Regions from separate parts of the Mus musculus genome. Here region 2 is linked to region 1. The links are chromatin contacts, called in public Hi-C maps. All regions are on one chromosome and are shown on one strand. Each heading gives the region's core, a stretch centred on a gene start, on an enhancer-like site or on the middle of the called end of the contact. The rest is flanking DNA. Distances are from core to core; before and after follow the strand shown. Region 1 holds the start of Tent2 (terminal nucleotidyltransferase 2). Region 2 has its middle 45 kb from the start of Gm41020.

Evidence for each region. A called contact is a pair of places that touch in the nucleus more often than the background predicts.
Region 2: a Hi-C map of bone marrow-derived dendritic cells shows a contact between it and region 1, with 3 times the contacts expected there. The contact joins the enhancer-like site here to the promoter of Tent2 in region 1. A contact is called at or near these places in 9 of 39 promoter capture datasets (the 3T3-L1 cell line, 3T3-L1-derived adipocytes, the C10 cell line and 5 more), 38 of 484 Hi-C or Micro-C datasets (B cells, the C10 cell line, CD4 T cells and 22 more), 15 of 115 datasets of contacts at active chromatin or transcription factors (the HPC-7 cell line, the SCID.adh cell line, bone marrow-derived dendritic cells and 10 more) and 5 of 9 other capture datasets (adipose tissue, bone marrow-derived macrophages, liver and 2 more).

Annotation. Positions count from the first base shown.
Region 1 is chr13:93,191,033-93,193,732 of GRCm38.p6, reverse strand. It overlaps Tent2 (terminal nucleotidyltransferase 2), which reads left to right and starts at 1,316. Exons shown (of 15, transcript NM_133905.3): 1 at 1,316-1,639.
Region 2 is chr13:93,241,996-93,244,695 of GRCm38.p6, reverse strand. No RefSeq gene overlaps it. Among named protein-coding and RNA genes, the nearest start is that of Gm41020, 45 kb to the right of the region's middle. Within about 2 kb of position 1,420, at least 40 of the 459 cell types and tissues checked have an H3K27ac peak or open chromatin away from gene starts, as enhancers often do. A contact at or near this core is called in B cells, adipose tissue, bone marrow-derived dendritic cells and 5 more, where this site is marked.

The sequences.
Region 1 (2,700 bases), core at 67-2,566:
TAGGCTGACATTTTTGTTTGTTTGTTTTAGGTTTTTCGAGATAAGGTTTCTCTGTGTAGCCCTGGCTGTCCTGGAACTCACTCTGTAGCCCAGGCTGGCCTTGAACTCAGAAATCCGCCTGCCTCTGCCTCCCAAGTGCTGGGATTAAAGGCGTGCACCACCACACCTGTCTTGGCCCTAGCCTTCTTATATGCCCTTTTTATGCCCGAAAAGACAAGCAAGACAGGAAACCAGAGCCATGTTGAAGATCAACTTAACTGACATTTATAAAATACTCTACACAATAACTGAACATACTTTATTACCAAAGCACAATTAACATTTACCACATCAGATGATACTCGGAAGCACGTGACAAGTTTTTTAAAAAATTATTTAAATGATTCAAATATAATTTATAAAGACTTTGCAAGTCAAGTGAAACGAAAACTCTTTATCGAAATAAGTGGGATTCAGTTAAGTTATTATTCATATAGTAAGTTATCAAACGACTCTAAGTATTATCACAGAAATGACCTCAGTTTGTGAATTAAGGTAGAAAAATTAAAAATTGAATAACTATTGAGTTCGAGGCCAGCCTGGTCTACAAAGTGAGTTCCAGGACAGCCAGGGCTATACAGAGAAACCCTGTCCCGACAAAACAAAAACAAAACAAAAACAAAAAAACAACCAAACTAAAAACAATGGGGGAAAAAAACCCAGAATAAATAACAAGAAAACCAAAAAGCAGTAAACAAATCATTACTTTCGGGATTGGGAACGGTCAGATTCTACGGGGACAAAACAGGGCTATTGTTTACAGATATTCATCAATAAATCAAGCAGTTTAGACAGTTTCACCAGATACTAAAGTTCTCTCAATGAGAAACAATGGTGGGTATTTGTTAGACAAGTGAGTGCGAGCTAGGGCAGGGTAATGTGTGGGTGGTTTTGGGGGCCTTAGAGGCATGATTTTGTCTCCAAGAAACTGTTTTTGTTTGTTTGTTGTTGAGGAGAACATCACCCACGATTTCATACTGATCTTTCCAGCAATGGGAAGGTTGGTTTTGGATATCTCCTGGAAGGCCCTCCATGGACAGAACAGGCCTCCTGGAAATGGCCAGCGGCACGTAACTTAGGAGGCGGCGCCAGCGGAGCGGGGTGGCCTACTGCCCTGCGGAAGGGCCGGGCTGTACCTTCCCTCGCCACCATCTCAGCAGCCGCCGCAGACTCCCTGGCTGGACCAGGGTGGGGCTGTGCGCCTGCGCAGCTCAGCAAACGCGCTCTCCAGTGTCGGCTGCCGGAAGTCTGACCTTTCGCTCCCGCTGATGATTCCTTTCCGGGGTCACGTTGATCTTCCGGGTCCTGTGACAGGGTTGTCTACGCCGCCTTTTCGGCGACTTTTTAGTCTTCCGCCTTTTTTTTTTTTTCCTCCCCCACCCCCCTTTCTTTTTGTTGTCGCCACCCCCAGCCTTCCACGGCCGCGCGGGCCTGGCCTTAGGCTCGTGACTCTCCGCCGCCCTGCCCGCCCGAGCTGGGCCTCGCTGCGCCGGGCCGCTGGCTGCTCCTACCTCTGCCTGCTCGGGCGGCAGCTCCGGCCTGGGAGCGTGTTGGCGGGCAGTGCCGCTGGGCCCCGCTCGGCCCTTCGGCGTGGACGCCGGTGAGTTTCAGGGCTTCGGTGGGGATGCACGAGTGCAGGCCCCGGTCCCCGGCCGGGCGCGTGAAACTTGGCTGAGACTGGCGCTGTGTTTTGCGCGGGAGAGCCTGGCGCTCCCCCGGAGCTCCCTGGATTAGGGGCGTTCCCAGGCCGCCGGACTTTGGGAAGAATGTTGGCCTTTCTCTGATCTGTCTTCTCGCTAGTTCTCATGTCGCCTCCCGCCCTCTCCTCACTCCCTAGACCGAAAGAGTAAGACTGTCTTGATACTCCCTCTTGGAGTTCCAAAAGGCAGTGGAGACCCAAGGTAAATGTCTAAATTAACGAACTCTTGTGGAAGGCATTTATCTCTGAGACAATTAAACAGCATGGAGTCATCTCAGTCAGGTCAGGACTGGCTGATGGTCGAATTCACTTTTCCTAGTCATATTTGTGGTTGGGCTCTCCTTTCTTTAACTGCTTAAGAACACAAGGGGCAATGTGTTTCCTGGTATCTGTGATTTAAGTTTCTTGTTTTGCCCTATTTGAGCGTTGTTTAAAGTAATTAGTTTGTTGATAAGAGGAAGAGGAAAAATTGTGCAGGTCAAACAGGATTGGAAATTTAACGTGTTTAGCGTATGGTTTTTGTGAAGTCACACTACCATCATAGTACATAGTTTAGTACTATAGGGCTTTGCTGTGTTAACAGCTATTAACACGGTTAATCTGTACTGATTAGTAACCTGTAATAGAAACACTGGTTGGTGTGAATTGCCCCAATTGTATGTGTTCGAGAAATACACAGACTCTGTGAAACTCTTAGATGGAATTTAATTTTTAATAAAAAGAATGCTCTGTTCAGAGCCTGAAGGTGGTTTTGACAGTGCATGCTGAGCAGGATCTGGGAGTTACACTTGTGTTGTAGAACAAAGAACTGATCCAAGACACTTAGAGTGCACACATAACTTGATTAAGCCATGCAGTTCTTGTAGGAAATTGCTACTTTCTCAGGAATCTTGGTGAAGAGACAGTTATGTAAACTTGAGTAGTCTATAACTTCTTGTTGAGATCAATTTGACTAAAGTTAA
Region 2 (2,700 bases), core at 171-2,670, 51 kb before region 1:
GGTGAAAGCAGTGAAAGGTGGGGTTGGTGGCATGCCCCTGTAATCTGAGCCTTGGGTGGACTGAGACAGGTGAGTCCCTGAAGCTGAATGGCTGGCCATCTTAACTGCTTCCCCTTACTGAGAAACCTTGTCTCAAAAAAAAAAAAAAAAAAAAAAAAAAAAAAAAAAAAAAGAGGTAGAGAGCAACTAAAGAAAGCAATAACATCTGATGTTGACCTTAGCCATCTACACCCCTCTTCCCCCCACACACCATACACACATACCACACACACACACACCATACACACACACAAAATACACACACACATCACACACTACACACACACCATACACACACACATCACACACTACACACACACACATCACACACATACCATATACAGACCACACACACACATACCATACACACACACACTACACACACAACACACATCACATACACACCATACATACACACACACACATCACACACATACCATACATACACCACACACACACATACCATACACACATATACCACACACATCACACATCACACATCACATACCACACACACATACCACACTCACACCACACATACACCCACATACCTCACAGACTGACAAGAATGGAATGGTGATTGCTAGAGATGAGAGGGGAGAAGGGAGATGATGAAACTCGGTCAGTAGGTACCAAGGTATAACTAGAGTAAGAAGTACTGGTGTGCTGTTGTAGTAGGGTTACTGTAGAAAGAAAATATTGCTGCATACTTCAAAAAGGTATAAGAAATGATTTCTGAGTGTTTTACTATAAAATTGTAAATATTTGAGGAGTCATGTTTAAGTTGAGCTAAACATTTTACAATATATACATATATTGAAACATCACAGAGTTCCCCATAATGCATACAACGTGTATGGTTTCATGTACCAGTATGTACTTATATGGTTTTATATTTTATTAACAATAAATTTGCCTTAGAAAAGGAGAGTAAAGGGTGTATTGCAGTGGTAGAGCTCTGCCAAGAATATGCAAGGAAATGCGCCACATAGTACAAAACACCAGTTTGATCCCCAGTATCACACAAAAAAAGTATTTACAAAAAAGTTAATGCAAAATAATAACTGTATTACTAAAAAACACAATTATTCAAAACATACTTATGTGAAACAGAAACTTTTAGTTTAAACGTATTTTTAAGAACAACTATAACTTCAAAATATCTTTGGTTTTTATATTGTTTAATTTTAATTGTTAAATGTATTTATAGCTCAGGGAAATTTTTGAGTCAGTAACCACCATTCTAAAGCTTGCTTCTCTAATTGCAGTGCTAGAGGCCACCACAAGGGGGCATGCAAAACTGTTGTTTCCAGGAGTGCTTCTGAAGTCACTGAATCAGACTGTTGTCAGAGCTCAAATGACCCAAAGGTCATCAAACCCACACTTTTGAACATGAAACTGAAACTCAGAAAGAAACCTAGTTTGTCTGGTATCACATGGCTATCCATAAATAGGGACAGAGCAGGCACTGAACGTACAGCTCAGTGGTAGAATATAGGAGCTCTGGGCTCAGTATACACACACACACACACACACACACACACAATACCGCACTGTAAACAGAGATATCCTTGATGTCATTTGGTTTCTCTTGTCTAGCACCAATTCAGTTCCTCTTCAACAGCATCCCTTGGCAAACGTCTGCCATCTTTGATAAATATCTATCCTTCCAGCCCATAGAAGCCAAGAAACCTGGGGGAAGTTTCTTGAATGCCTTCCTGGAATAATAGATAATAAGTAACATTCTAGAGCCCAAAATAGCGTGTGCTCTTCCCACTGAATCAGTTTCAGCAAGGAAACCATCATTGTCACCATCGAATGCACACTCTGAGGGCACTGTAGCTTCTGTCTCTTTGCTTCAGGAGCTCCTTTCGATCACTGTTACTATTTGTCTATCTATGGTAGATAAGCAAACCCTGTGTGTATTGATGTTGAACAGTTTACTTTGACTCACTGTAGAAAGGATGGTCTAGGAGATGTGGAATATGCAATGTCTCATCAATTAAATTTTTTTTGTAGCTGGAACATTTAGAAATCTCACTAATCTTCAAATATACAATTTATTATGAACTGTAGCTACCATCATGTAGAACAGCTCTCCTACTTATTCCTTCTAACTGAAAAATCTATCTTGATTTACTAAATCTCCCCACTTAGGTTTTTACTCTAGGACTTGTCCATACACACAGCAAGACCCATGCATAGAATTGTTTTATAGCAGTGTTGTTCATAAAGAGACAACTGAACAGTTTAAGTGTTCACCATCAGTTGAGCGGGTACCTAAACGTGGTCTACTCACAGTGCTAAATACTATGGAGTAGCAAAGCTGAATGAATTATACTTTAGTGTATCAACGGTTGAAGAACTAACACCGTGAACAAGTTACACATAATCCCACATACATACACTGCAAGCCAGGCAGAACGGGGTAACAAATGCATAGTGGTACACATAAATAATTTTAAAAATTAGAAGTAAGGAATGATTAAACAAGTTTTAATGTCTTAGTTACCCAGAAAAGAAGGAAAGGGGCATCAAGCATAAAAGAAACGTTGAAGATACTGACAGTATTACTTTATAATTCTTAAGATGCATCGTAGAGACTTTTAAATTTTTAATTTTATGTTCTTGTTTTAATGCCACACACACTCCCATTGGACT